2 separate regions of the Mus musculus genome follow, and region 1 is linked to region 2. The links are chromatin contacts, called in public promoter capture Hi-C maps. All regions are on one chromosome and are shown on one strand. Each heading gives the region's core, a stretch centred on a gene start, on an enhancer-like site or on the middle of the called end of the contact. The rest is flanking DNA. Distances are from core to core; before and after follow the strand shown. Region 1 holds the start of Etnppl (ethanolamine phosphate phospholyase). Region 2 has its middle 35 kb from the start of Sec24b.

Region 1 (7,546 bases), core at 4,814-7,313, 520 kb after region 2:
CAGGCGAATAATATAGTAGGGTCCCGGGTCTTAGCACACCCCCATACTTTAGCACAACTGAGATCATCGAGGTGTGGTCATGTTGACTTTTGTCTAATCTGGCCTGAAGGTGCCTATATTACTGGGTGTTTCCATGGTGTTCCCTCTGTGTTCTCATGTCAGGTGTCCTAGATCTTTAAGAACCCCCAAACAGATGAGCGCACTACACACCCCTTTAAAGGCTCTGTCTCCAAGCACAGTCATCCCTGAGCCACTGTGGCCCAAAGTAAAAATCTACAACTTGACAACAGTATCCAGTTATGCACTCAATAGAAATTGTATATTAAATTGCTATATTTTCCCAAGCTAGCAATATATGATTTGATTTTCTTTCATAGAGCAACAATTAGCCAAAACTTCTATACAGCCTAGAGATCAGGCAGGTGACCAGCCCACACGCCCCAGTACACTGCTTTGCTAGGTATGATGTTGATAGATTAAGGGTACTCCACCCATAGTTGACTGACAGTGTTTTCAACTTAAGATTGGCACATAACCCCATCATACGTCAAAAGGCACTGTCACATTCTGACTTATTGAGGGTTGGGATTGCAACATGTGAATGGTGGAGGGGCAAACTAAAGCATGCAACAAATGGCATGACCCAGCCAAGTTAGTGCCGTGATGGAAAGTCTTGATGCAGATGATTGCACACAGTAAGTGCTTAATAAATAGCTAATGTTTGCCTTCAGTCATACCAGGCAGCTGTTATCTGTGACATGATGTGGGTTGTAGTACAGAGATTTGGTGTACAACAAGCTGTAATTTCTCTGCCCTCTGGAAGCTTGGTTCTAATGAGCACAGACAAAGCAACTAAATGAAAATCAAGACAGCAGAAAACACTAGGGAGACTGAAAGAACAGTGTGTTGGAGTGGAAGTGGACATGCTTCAATTTTCAGCTTGGCAGGCTGCAAACACTCCAATATGCTATTTTATGCAGAAAGAGCAGTCAGAGACACTACACAAGCCATTAAGCATGGTTATCTTCCAATAAAACTTTATTTGGATTTTATGTCATTTTATTTCTCTGACCATCTAAGAAAGTAGAAATCATTCGGGGCTCATCGGCCACATAGAAATCAGTCTTAGTCTAGGAGCCTCTGCTCTAGAAAGTTAATGCCATCACGGATGAAAACGTTGCCCTGTGCCCATTTAGACTTAGTGCTTGGGACCGTGAATTAAACTGATAAAAAGAAAGGTTAACAGGAAAGCAGATACAATTTTCATTCACATTGGAGCATAGGAAGAAAAATGACAGAAGAAAGAGAATGGGCTATGAGTGTAGGGAAAATGATGTCATCCTTAGCATAGATGGGGCATAGGATAGAACATGACAACGCTTCTCTATGTTTTCTTGTCCTGGCATTGACTTCTCAGTGCCTGGGACAAGAGTCACTCTTCTCCATTTATGAAGCTCCTGGGGAAGTGTGTGGTGATAGGGCTTCTTCTGAAGGCTCCACTTTTAGACAACAAGGGAAGTCCTGGCCTCTGTTGATTCTCCAATGTCTTCATCCCAAATAAACCTTCACTGAAGTACTATATTCTGTACCCCTTCAGAACTAGAAACAAATTGATACCATCCTCCAGATCCCAAACTCATCTGGAGCATTGCAAAGTGTGGGTACCAGTAATCTGTTCCTTGAGTTTGTGTGTGACTTCCAGGCAGGTTACGTGCTCCATCGGGAGCCATGGTATACATTCAGTATTTAAAATATAACCCTTCATGATTGCAGGCTCCAAAGGGGATAGGAACTCCACGGGAAGAACAACAGAGTCAACTAACCCAAACACCCGGGGCTCTCAGAGTCAGAACCACCAACCAAAGAACATACACGGGCTGGACCTAGGCCTCCCAGCTCATATGTAGCAGATGTACAGCTTGGTCTTCATGTAGGTCCTAAACAACTGGAGCAGGGGCTATCCCAAAAGCAGTTGCCTGTATGTAGGATATGTCTTTCTAGCTGCGCTGCCTTGTCTGGCCTCAGTGGGGAAAGGAAGTGCCTAACCTCGAAGAGACTTGATGTGCCAGGGTGGGGGGATACCCAGGGGCCCTCGTGATGAAAGGGAAGGATTGTGGGATGGGGTGAGCGGGAGGGAGGCAGTGAACAGGATGTAAAGTAAATAAATAAATATAAATAAGACCCTTCCCAAGGACTAACACCTTACCACCTACATTCAAGAAGTCTGGGAGGCTCCTGTAGTTTAGAGAGTGAGAGAAGTGTTAGGTTTTGAATCTAGACTGTACCCACCACAGGCTACATTTTGGAACATTTGTTCCCCACATGATGGCCCCTTTGAAGGTTGTGAAGTCCTTAGCTGGCAGAAATGGTTCACTAGGGGCAAGCCATCGAAACTTATCTTACACTCTAGCCACCAATGAGTTTCCCCGACACAGTTCATCCACCATAAATATTGCCAGGCCTCCCCCACCATGATGGACTGAATCTTGGAACTAGAACAAACCTTCCCCCTCCCCCGTTGTCTCTATCAAGTATTTTGGTCCTGAGAGAACTAGGTATACATGCTACCACTGATGGTGGAGCGGCTCCCAGGGGTGGGACGCTCAGCTCTGATCTATCAGGAATGTATATGTGGTGTAGTCACAAGGTGACCTCCAGGTACATGCCGTGTAAAGCTTGGACGTGTGACCCACATATCGCAATGCGCTACTAGGACAATAAAGACCCTCTGAATAAGCGTGTCGTGACAGAAAAGTGCCACACCCAGCGTTTGTTAAAGATGATGGACAGTTTTCAAAAGGCCACATCCTTGTGTAAGCGAGGGATGTTAGGGCCAGGCAGGTGCGAGGGAGGTTAGAGCCAGGCAGGTGAAGGGAAACGAGTGGGCAGGAAGTCGCTGGGTGCTCACACGCCACTGTGAGGCTCCTGTCACACGGCGGCGGAGAATCTGTTGCTCTGCTCCGCACACGCAGTTCACCCACCTTTGCATATTTTTACCAAGGAGATGTAAACGAGTCACTAGATTACTGAGTGGAATTTCGATTGTCTCTGGCGTGTGTGGACTATCCCTCCTTGTCAGGCATGCACATGATCCATTGATTTTTGCCAGGCCTAGACTATTGAGAAACTTGTGACCTGCCGGTCAGGACTCACTCAAAGAGTCAATCAACACAGTCAGGACCCAAATAAGGTGAACACCAACCTCTAGAAAGAAAGAACAGAACCACATACATTTCTGACAAACACAGTGGAAAATAGGCACCAAAATGAGATCTCTTTTTGGTAAATGTTTGTAAAGTCTGCTGTCTTTTATCCACTCTGATTTTAATGCCCTTCTGTAATAGCTCTTGATTTAAAGACTGGCCTTTGCACTTAGTTAATATTATATATTCCACATTGTGAAATAAGTTACACAACCAAGAAATGGCCTGTTTAAGCAACAACAGTTGCTCCCTTCGTAAAAGATAATAAATCTAAATATCAAGAATTGGTCTATATGTAAATAGAGGCTCATAATAACTTTTGTAAGTATTGAAATGTATGTCCATTTTATTTATTCAGTCAGTCAATACAGAGTTATCAAAGCCTTTTGTATTATGAGTGTCATACTAGTGGGGTGTACCAGTAAACAACACCCATCAAGAGGAAAGAGACTGGGTTACCTTAGGGAAAGAGGAAAGGGGTTCCTTGGTTTTGTTTCTTAATTAGTTGAGTGTGGGCTTTGATAATCAACTGAGGCTGTCTGGGACATTTAAACTGACACCTGAAACAGTTAACCCGGAGAAGCAAAACCAGCATAAAAAATTCCAAGAGCAGCCTACAGAAGCAAACTAGCAGTCGCTGGGCATGTAAGACAGGCGGCATCACCAGCGTGGTGCAGACAAAGAAACGGAAGCACAGACAGACACACAGACAGCCTTTGCAGGGTGGCAGCAGGTGAGTGTTTTGAAAAGGAGTTAATGAGGCTTGAAAGTAATTTGATATAAGAATGGGACTGAGGGAGAAACTCACATACTTTTCTAGTACTCTTAACACCTTTTTTTGGTCTATTTCCTTTGGGGCATGTATCATAATTGAAGCAATTTAAGCTATTACGTTGTTAAATTTATTTATCACTCTATCGCTCCACCACACTAGTGTTGGTTAATAGAAAAGCAAGTCACGCTTATATTTATAAATTTAAATATGCTAATAGTCACATTAAAAAGGAAAAAGTAGGAGAATTTAAATGTGAAGTGTACGCTGGCAGCAAACCTCAGCTCAGACTGACCACATAGCGATCCATAACCACTGGTGACTCATACCAGTCCCCTGCCTAGAGCAGGGCCAGAACCCGTGAATTCCCGGGAGGGAGATTGCCTCTGGGGATAGGGGACCTGCTGGGAGTCATGACGCATGAGAGGGTGGGGCTAGTCCATCTGGTTCACTGTCTTATCTCCAGGACATCATTCCTAGTAGAGGGTGAGCACCTGCTACACAGTGGATGAGCCGATAAATGCCTGGTAAAGGGAGAGGTTCTAAAGCAATGGTTTGGGGGTCAAAATAAGCCTGGGGGGAGGTGAATCAGAGCTTTCACCATGAGCCAGCTAAGACCCAGGTGTCTAGGAAACATCTAAACGAAGACGTCAAGAAAGTGGATGAGCCTGGGACTGAGAGGAAAGGTTGGAAGGGCAGGCAGGGAGATGTGAACTTGGTGCATTGCTGACACTAAAACCCAAGAGAATCGTTGGATCTCTGAGAAAGAATGCAGAGTAACTGAAAAGGAAGGAGTTTGGGACTCTCCTTCCCAGGCACCTAGTTATGACTTCATTTAAGATATTTTTGCATTTCTTTAAAGCCCAGAGAGATGTTTTTAATACCAAGAAATATGATCTCTAAGTAGGAAGAAGCCCAGCTTAGGGATGAACTGGACCTAGAACCCAAAGCTCCCGGCGATTATGTAAAGAACATGCTGTAAGGTGTGGAGACTATCAAGGAACATGGAAAGAGTGCCACCATTCGTGATTTCTCCCAGCCTGAGGGGAGTCAGGCTATGCCCACAGTTGGCAACATAGTTCAGAACGAGGCCAGATTCCAGGAGGGGTTTCATCCAACACTCCGGTGTTCTTTGCCCGTCCTTTGTGACGTAGGACATCATTTCATTTTTTCCACATAGCTTAGAAAATGAAAAGTCCTAGAAGCACCTTAACATAAATTAATATTTTTATCCAAATATGTATTAAGTGGATCGATACAAACAAACCAGGCTTTCTCTGCTGACCTCCCAAAACACAGATTGAACTGAAAGCATAGACTCTGGCTAAGTGGCTGTGTGACCTTGATGAAGCCGGTTCTTTCCCTAACGCCTCTCAGTTCTTATAACTCAGTAGTTATCATTAAATAACGTTGAAGCCATCTCTGTATTTAACTTCAAATTCTAAGAGAAAGCCATCCTACAGTAGGTTTAAACACGTGCACACCACACACACACATACACACATGCACACACACACACACACACACACACACACACACACACACTCAGAGTTCAATGTTTGCTACTGGAAGTTAGGGACTGTGGGATATGTAATAGCCTGGCTTCCTCCTTTCTCAGCTTGCTTTAGAGATTAGAGGTGTCTACCTGGGACTATTAAATGTTTGGAATACCGAATCTACCACTCCCCATCTGAGACACAGGTTGAATCCCAATCCTGTGACATGGGAGGATGTGGCTTTTTGCTTGTGTGCAATGCAGTAAATGGCAGGTTTGATTTACAAGACGTTACAGAAATGCAGCAAAAAGAAAGGAGAAAGTGGGAAGGAAGGAATTTATGGGGAGGAGGAAGCAAGGCAGAACCAAGACAGAGTTAAGAAATCAAAAGGTGAGTTAAATGCAATTACAAGATGGGGAGGGGCAGGGGACATCTGCAGAAGGGACAGGAGCCAGTCAGACTGGGGGCGGAGGTGGCCTGGCTGCTGACTTGGTAAGCAGGCACCAGGTGGAGGAGGGGAGCAGGAGGGAGGGACTTGGCAAAGGGCAAGGGCAGGCAACACTTAAAAGGGGAATGACCCTAGGTGGTTAATGCCACTAGTGACCTCCGATACCCAGGGCAGGAGGCACAGGAGGGGAGAAAAAAAATCCTTTGCAGCGTCCCAGGTTACAGAGGGAGGAACATTCATTGACTTGAAGGGTGCAGCGGTCATGTGCGAGCTCTATAGCAAGCAGGACACCCTGGCGCTGAGGGAGAGGCACATCGGGTAAGTGCAAACTGCTGGCAGAAAGGGGCGGTGGGAGAGATGGAGTAGCCACACCCACACCCACCGGGCTGGAAGCAGCTGCCTATAGGGACCTATGAGCTCTCCCTCCGAAACAGAGCAGCATGTGGTTGGAGGAGATGGCTCTCAGAGTCCTATAAGAGGGTATCCAGCCAAGGGAAATGAGCACCGGGAGCAAGATGGGGAGCTTTCCCCCACGCCCATCAACTCTACAGCGGAACTCAGACATCATGTGATTGATGCCTCCCCAAAGAAACTCATTCTGACAACTTTTGTTTAAAGTTGTTAAAGTGAACTTTTTCCCCCGGGCAAAAGTGAGGCTGCAGAGGGTTTCAACAGCTAATGGAAAAACTTAAATCACATATATATATATATATATATATATTTTTTTTTTTTTTTTAAAGGGGGGAGCACTTTACAGCTTCCTGGTCTCCCAAGCTGTGTCCTCATGATGACTTAGTTCTCCTGGCTTTTGTTTCATCTGTGTCTATGCATTCTTAGTATAACAGTGTGTATAAAAGACTGGCCTGAACTCTGCTTCTAGTAAGGTATCTTGTTACCTATGTCACGCCTGCCAAATCATATTAACAACATCCTAGGAGCAAATGAGTTAATATTTTGTGCCTGGGTTGTTTTTTTTTTTTTAAGACAAAACAAACATCGTACGAAAGATGACTGTGCCCTAATCCTGTAGGAACAGCTGTCTACAGTGTGTGTATATACCTGCTGCTGCTAAGGAATGTACTGACCAAGGTCCACAGAGTGGCTCTGCCTGCTGTAGCAAAAGGACATACAGACCAAGGCATAAGGGGAAGAAGCAGTGTATTCTGGGAGAAAGGCTGGTCAGGTACCCCACTTCCACCAGGAAGGCTCTAGGATGTTGAGAGGACCAACACCTCTCTCACAATAACCCAAATTCCTCCTTCATTCACTGATTGCAGCCTTTTCTAACTAGATTCCTTCAGAAACATAATTTCTGAGAGAAAATGGCAAAGTTTGTGGAAGGAAATGTAGTATGGAGTGTGGGGCAGGGTAAGCTAGAATTTTACAGAAAGTCTGATGGCCACAGTATGCCTAAAGGGCAAGGAGAGCTCTGTAGTCTGTCAGTCAGACTCTGAGCTTTCTGTGTGGCTCCTAACTTATAGCTAACTACAAACTAACAGTTGAGGTTCAGCCAACAAGATGGTCTCATATATATTCTTTTTTTAATGTTAGTTGATGCTCTAAAAACTATATAAGCTAGGAAATGGGGTATAGCTCTCTGGCAGACTGCTTGTCTAACAAGTCATGG
Region 2 (6,960 bases), core at 1,051-3,550:
CCATTTATGTTTTTGCTACTTGAGCATTTGTGAGTCTCTGTATTAACTGCTCTCCATTGCAAACAGAAGCCTCTCGGCTGAGAGCTGCATTGATCTGTGGGTATGAAGACAGGGGTTGTTTGACAATATGTCTATTCAGTGAGGTAATAGAAATAGGCTCTTCCTTAGGACCTGTGGCCTCCATAACCCTGGTTCTTGGTCAGGTCTGTAGTACCAGGTATGGCTTCCCTTCAATGGAGCAGGCCTTAAATCCAATAAAAAGTGGTTGGTTATCTCCATTAGCATTCTGCTATTTCTCCACTGGGCATAGACTGCTTCCAGGTCTGTTGCTATTGTAGCTCACAGGGTTCATAGTGTAACACTGTTGATTATGTTTCTCCCTCAGCAGCCTGCAGAACCTCTTTTGGCACTATGAAAGTTAGCCCCAGAAAGGTCACAGGCTGCATGTCCTGCAATTAAGTGTGTCATATCAGCAATAGGGTCGTACCACCAAGTTCTGGTGGACAACAAAGAGCAATGCCAAAGCTTGTATTTTTTGGGGGGGGGTGGTGGTGGTGACAGTCTCTGGGACCTTACTTGACTGACAGCTTGAAGAAAAGTATCCCACCCCAGGCTTTTTGCCCTAAATGGCTTTTGTGAGGTCTTAGTTAGGGTTTTACTGCTGTGAACAGACACCATGACCAAGGCAACTCTTAAAAGAACAAACGTTTAATTGGGGCTGGCTTACAGGTTCAGAGGTTCAGTTCATTATCATCAAGGCAGGAACATGGCAGCATCCAGGTAGGCATAGTGTAGGAGGAGCTAAGAGTTCTACATCTTCATCTGAAGGCTGCTAGCAGAATACTGGCTTCCAGGCAGCTAGGATGAGGGTATTAAAGCCCATGCCCATAGTGACACACCTACTCCAACAGGGCCTCACCTATTCCAACAGGGACACACCTCCTAATAGTGTCACTCCCTGGGCCAAGCATGTACAAACCACCACAGGTAGGGTATTATCCTTGCCATGCAGAGTAACTCGATGTCAGCTGTTTTTGTTTTTGCTTTGTTTTTGTTTTTTAATGCAACTTTTGGAAAGCTTATAAAATAGTAAACTTCCATACCTATTTAGTGTTTGCACTCTGGGTGCAGATGTGATATGACCATCGAGTCTTGCTCCTGAGCCTGTGTCATCTCACTAGGATAGGCTGTATCTCTCTGAAACTGTCAATGGGAATAAGCCCTATCTCCAAGAAGTTGCCTTTTCGGATGGGCCATGGTATTTTATCACATCAACTGGAAAATAAATGAAGACAGCTTCTCTTTTTTTTTTTGAGATTTATTAATGTTATGCATTACAAGTACACCATAGCTGTCTTCAGACACACCAGAAGAGGGCATCGGATCCCATTACAGATGGTTGTGAGCCACCATGTGGTGGCTGAGAATTGAACTCAGAACCTTGGGAAGAGTAGTCAGTGCCCTTAACTGCTGAACCATCTCTCCAGCCCTGAAGACAGCTTCTTATGTTTATTTCCCACACCATCTTAAGTCTTGATGTCTGTAGTGGATTTGCATCTAGAAATAACATGCATGAGTCCTTGAAGTGTGGAGCCATTTCTACACAGTGGCGTCTTTTCACACTGTCAGTTTTTCTACTCCAGTCAAGCAGAGGAGACAGTCCTATGTTGAGTCAGCAATTTTAAATTAGTTTGGGAGGAACAATTACAAGACTATTTAGACAACAACAAGCTGGCCCTACACAGCACCTATTTGTCTCTCCCCTAAGATATAAAGTCCTTGTTCCCAGGCTGGTTTTAATCAAACATCTGGCAAACCCAGTGTCACTGCAGCAAACGGGAGATGAGAACATTGCGATTAGCATAGCTTTTTAATTTCCTCTTTGCCTACCACATTTGCATATAACCCCCTGGGAGGCCATCTTATTTTCTCCATGGTGCTTTATCTCAACAATTGTTATCAGTCCCGCTAGGAACCTTTCATAGGTGCTCGGGAACAGGAGGAGGAATAATAATGGCTTTCTCTGAGAATTTTCATCTCTGGTGATTCAAGTCTTCACTCTGTTTCTGTTATAAACTCTTATCACAGGAAACAATAGGAACTAAATTTGAAGCACAGGCTGCCCCCGTGTCTCAACACTCTTAAAAAAAAACGCTCGACTCTTTTCATTAATCAATAATTGTGATACCAAGCATTTTTTTTTTGCTATTGTTAATTAAAACAATATATTTACGTGTGTCTGTGCACACCCATGCCAAAGTGTGCCTGGGGAGGTCAGAGGACAACTTGTAGGTATAGGTTCTCTTGTTCTATTGTGTGGGTTCTGGAGACTAGACTCAAGGGGTTAGGCCTGGGGACAGGCACCTTTACCCACCGAGCCATCTCGACAGCCCCTCATTCTTTCTGTTCTGTGAACTCTATACATTCATTCATTTACTTAGGAGACAAACGTTAAGCGTCAGGTCAGTCAACAAGGTCCACCCACATTTCATTTCTTTACGCGATTTAGCTGGGTGTGGTGGCCCATACTTGTAGTCACAGGACTCCAGAAGGTAAGGCAGAGGGATCCAGCGTTTGAAGCCAACTTGAACTAAGTGAGTTCTGTGCTAACCTGAGCTTCACAGAGACTTTTTATCAGCCAAACCAAACCAAACCAAACCAAACCAAACCAAACCAAACCAAACCAAACCAACAAAACCCTAAGTCAAATTAAATCGAAGCCTAACCAGGCCAGGTGTCAAATTTCCACTAGGTGTCACTGCTGTACCCCGAATTAGCCAAATACAGGCACAGACTGAGAGAAATCTATCTGCAAATTCACTTCCATGACTTTTTCCTCTTTTTTATTGGATATATTTTTTTAATTTACATTTCAAATGTTATCCCCTTTCACGGTTTCCCCTTGGGGACCCCCATTCTACCCCCTCTCTGCTTCTATGAGAATGTTCCCACCCACTCATCCACTCTCACATCCCTGTCCTGGCATTCCCCTACACTGGGGCACCCAGCCTTCACAGAGCCAAGTGCCTCTCTTTCCACTGATGCCCAGCAAGGCCATCCTCTACTACATATGTGGCTGGAGCCATGAGTTCCTCCATGTGTACTCTTCGGATGGTGGTTTAGTCCCTGGGAAATCTTGGGGGTCTGGTTGGTTGATATTGTTGTCCTTCCTATGGGGTTGCAAACTGTTAGTTTGTTAGTGGGATGACAAGGAAGAAAAGGCTAGTCACTTCTATATAATTTTGTATAAGCTGTCACTTGCAACTTTTGTTCATATGGCAAAATATCTTAATTGAGAAGCTAACTCAATAGTAATGTTTATTTTTTTTTAGAAAAACAACTGCAGTGATTTGAGTATGCCTAGCCCATAGAGTGGCAGTATTTTTAGGTGTGGCCTTGTTGGAGTAGGTGTGGCCCTGTTGGAGTAGGTGTGTCACTATGGGCATGGGTTTTAAGACCCTCATCCTAGCTGCCTGGAAATCAGTCTTCCACTAGCAACCTTCAGATGAAGCTGTAGAACTCTCAGCTCCTCCTGCACCATGCCTGCCTGGATGCTGCCATGTTTCCCACTTGATGATAATGGATTGAACCTCTGAACCTGTAAGCCAGCCCCAATTAAATGTTGTTCTTATACGAGTTGCCTTAGTCACGGTGTCTGTTCATAGCAGTAAAACCCTAACTAAGACAACAAGCAAAAGGAATATACAAAGATAAAAACTTAGAGGATGCAAAAAGTTAAGCAAATGATATAAACAGACTTTAGGAAATGCTAGATTTTGATAATTTTTTAAAATGAAGATAACTATTATTGATGGACATGATGGTTCAATCCCGCATTCCCAGCAATCTAGAGGCTGTGATATGAGAACCATCATGAGTTCAAGGTCAGCCCGGGCTATCTAGCAAGTTCCAGATTAACTTGGGCTATAGAATGAGACCTTGCCTCCCAAATTTTCTCTTAAAAAAAAAAGCAATTACTTTAACAATTAGGCAACATTCTGTCTTGAAAGAAAATGGAAGCTTTTGATCACGACTCAAAGATCTAAGCCTCACTGCCACGACTGCAGGGCTGGAGTAGCTCCCAAGCAGCCTGTGCTCTGGGGGGCTGTTCACAAGAGCTATATGATGCTGACGATGAAAAAAGAACACGCAAGACATAGGCTGGAGAAGGCGCAGCGACAGCGAGACCGCGATGGTTATGTCCATCTTCACGGTGTGTGTGTGTGTGTGTGTGTGATCAGTCAGGTGAAGGGAAGCAACAGGGAATGTTCCTCCCTAAACACTGCCATCCGTTTTAGGCAGCCATGGGAGTCACACTATGGGCAGCACCCCTTGTCCCTGTGAGCATGAAGCCACAAGTAGGGCCTTATGGGACGGAGTTGCAGGGTCCGAGGCAATGACTCATCGTGAGGAAAGACACACCTTCCAGAAGCAAGGACGAAGAAAGAAGGGTATTATATGTCCAGTCTACTATTTATACCCTTCTGGTTTGCAGTTAAATTGTGACTTCAGTCATTTGGTTATGGTAACAGAAGCTCTGTTGGAGTTAAAGACTCCTTTATTAAAAAAAAAAAAAACAACCCACAAGGTAAACAAACCTATGCGTTCTCATATTTACCTGTAATTCTGCATCTTGCTAATCCAAATAGTCCATTAGGGCTGGATGAACCATAAATAAAACTAAAATTTCTCATGAGTAAGTAAAGGGTGGCTAGTATTTTCATGAAAAATGCGCAACACGAAATGATGTTGAATTTTTCCGCACTTAGAGCATGCATTAAAAAGTACTGCTATACTTGAGTGTTTTAAAATTCTTTTTACGTTTTTCCCCCAATTTTTTATTAGATATTTTCTTCAGTTATATTTCAAATGCTATCCCGAAAGTCCCCTATACCCTCCCCCCACCCTGCTCCTCTGCCCAAACACTCCCACTTCTCGGCCCTGGCGTTCCCCTGTACTGGGGCATATAAAGTTTGCAAGACCAAGGGGCTTCTCTTTCCAATAATGGCCCACTAGGCCATCTTCTTCTACATACAGCTAGAGACATGAGCTCTGGGAGTACTGGTTAGTTCATATTGTTGTTCCACCTATAGGGTTGCAGACCCCTTCAGCTCCTTGGGTACTTTCTCTAGTTCCTCCATTGGGGGCCCTGTGTTTCATCCAATAGATGACTGTGAGCATCCACTTCTGTATTTGCCATGCACTGGCATAGTCTCACATGAGACAGCTATATCAGGGTCCTTTCAGCAAAATCTTGCTGGCATATGCCTGGGTTTGGTGGCTGATTATGGGATGGATCATCAGGTGGGGCAGTCTCTGGATGGTCCATCCTTTCGTCTCAGCTCCAAACTTTGTCTCTGTAACTCCTTCCATGGGTATTTTGTTCCCTATTCTAAGGAGGAATGAAGTATCCACATATTGGTCTTCCTTCTTGATTTTCTTGTGTTTTGTATCTTGGGTATTCTAAGTTTCTGGGCTAATATCCACTTATCAGTGAGTGCATATAAAGTGAGTTCTTTTGTGATTGGGTTACCTCACTCAGGATGATGTCCTCCAGATCTACCCATTTGCCCAAGAATTTCATAAATTCATTGTTTTTAATAACTGAGTAGTACTCCATTGTGTAAATGTACCACATTTTCTGTATCCATTCCTCTGTTGAGGGACATCTGGGTTCTTCCCAGCTTCTGGATATTATAATTAAGGCTGCTATGAACATAGTGGAGCATGTGTTCTTATTACCAATTGGGGTATCTTCTGGGTATATGCCCAGGAGAGGTATTGCAGGATCCTCTGGTAGAACTATGTTCAATTTTGTGAGGACCCACCAGACTGATTTCCAGAGTGGTTGTACAAGCTTGCAATCCTACCAACAATTGAGGAGTGTCCATCTTTTTCCATATCCTCGCCAGTATCTGCTGTCACCTGAGTTTTTGATCTTAGCCATTCTGACTTGTGTGAGGTGGAATCTCAGGGTTGTCTTGATTTGCATTTTCCTGATGATTAAGGAAAGAAACACAAGCAGTCATCAATAGTCTCCCAACAAACAAACAAACAAACAAACAAGCCCAGGACAAGATGGGTTTAGTGCAGAGTCCTTTCAGACCTTCAAAGAAGACCTATTTCCAACTCTCCTCAAGCTATTCCACAAAATAGAAACAGAAGGTACTCTACCTTCTAATTCATTCTATGAAACCACAATTACTCTGATACCTAAACCACACAAAGATTCAACAAAGAAAGAGAACTTCAGACCAATTTCCCTTATGAATATCGATGCAAAAATACTCAATAAAATCCTCGAAAACCGAATCCAAGAACACATCAAAACGATCATCCATCATGATCAAATAGACTTCATCCCAGGGATGCAGGGATGGTTTAATATACGGAAATCCATCAACGTAATCCACTATATAAACAAACTCTTTTTACTTTTTAAGTATTGTGTGTACCTGATTGTGTGTGTGTGTGTGTGTGTGTGTGTGTGTGTGTGTGTGAGAGAGAGAGAGAGAGAGAGAGAGAGAGAGAGAGTATGTACCTATGTATGTATGCAGGTGTGCATGTGGGCCAGAGGGCAATCTTGGGGGTCACTCCTCAGGCACTAGATAGACACTATGGTCTGTTGCTGGCCTGGAACTCATTGAGTAGAGATATGCCTGCCTTGGCCTCCCCAGTGCTGGGATTACAGATTGTCCATACTGTGCTCAGTGTTTTTGTGTGAGTGTTGAGGACTGAGCTCTGGTCCTCACACTTGTGTGGCCAGCCCTTTACCAACAGAGTCATTTTCCAGTCCCCTTAGGAAGTATTTTATTTTATTTTATTTTATTTTATTTTGCCTCGAGGAAAGAAATTTTATTTTACATAGGTCTAACAATTTGACAGACCACATTTCAAGATGAGACTGAAGCCTAGGTAATTATGGATCAATACCTGGAGGAAGTATTTTAAGATTGAAGT

The links. Promoter capture Hi-C pulls out the DNA fragments that hold promoters and counts their contacts.
Region 1: a contact with region 2 is called in a promoter capture Hi-C map of pre-B cells. The contact joins the promoter of Etnppl here to the enhancer-like site in region 2. A contact is called at or near these places in 17 of 39 promoter capture datasets (the 3T3-L1 cell line, Sertoli cells, cranial neural crest and 10 more), 1 of 15 datasets of contacts at CTCF or cohesin (large pre-B cells), 1 of 484 Hi-C or Micro-C datasets (bone marrow-derived macrophages), 1 of 115 datasets of contacts at active chromatin or transcription factors (embryonic basal ganglia) and 5 of 9 other capture datasets (adipose tissue, embryonic stem cells, liver and 2 more).

The regions. Positions count from the first base shown.
Region 1 is chr3:130,611,512-130,619,057 of GRCm38.p6, forward strand. Etnppl (ethanolamine phosphate phospholyase) reads left to right here and starts at 6,064. Exons shown (of 13, transcript NM_027907.3): 1 at 6,064-6,237. The coding sequence starts at 6,182.
Region 2 is chr3:130,092,596-130,099,555 of GRCm38.p6, forward strand. No RefSeq gene overlaps it. Among named protein-coding and RNA genes, the nearest start is that of Sec24b, 35 kb to the left of the region's middle. Within about 2 kb of position 2,301, at least 1 of the 459 cell types and tissues checked has an H3K27ac peak or open chromatin away from gene starts, as enhancers often do. A contact at or near this core is called in pre-B cells, where this site is marked.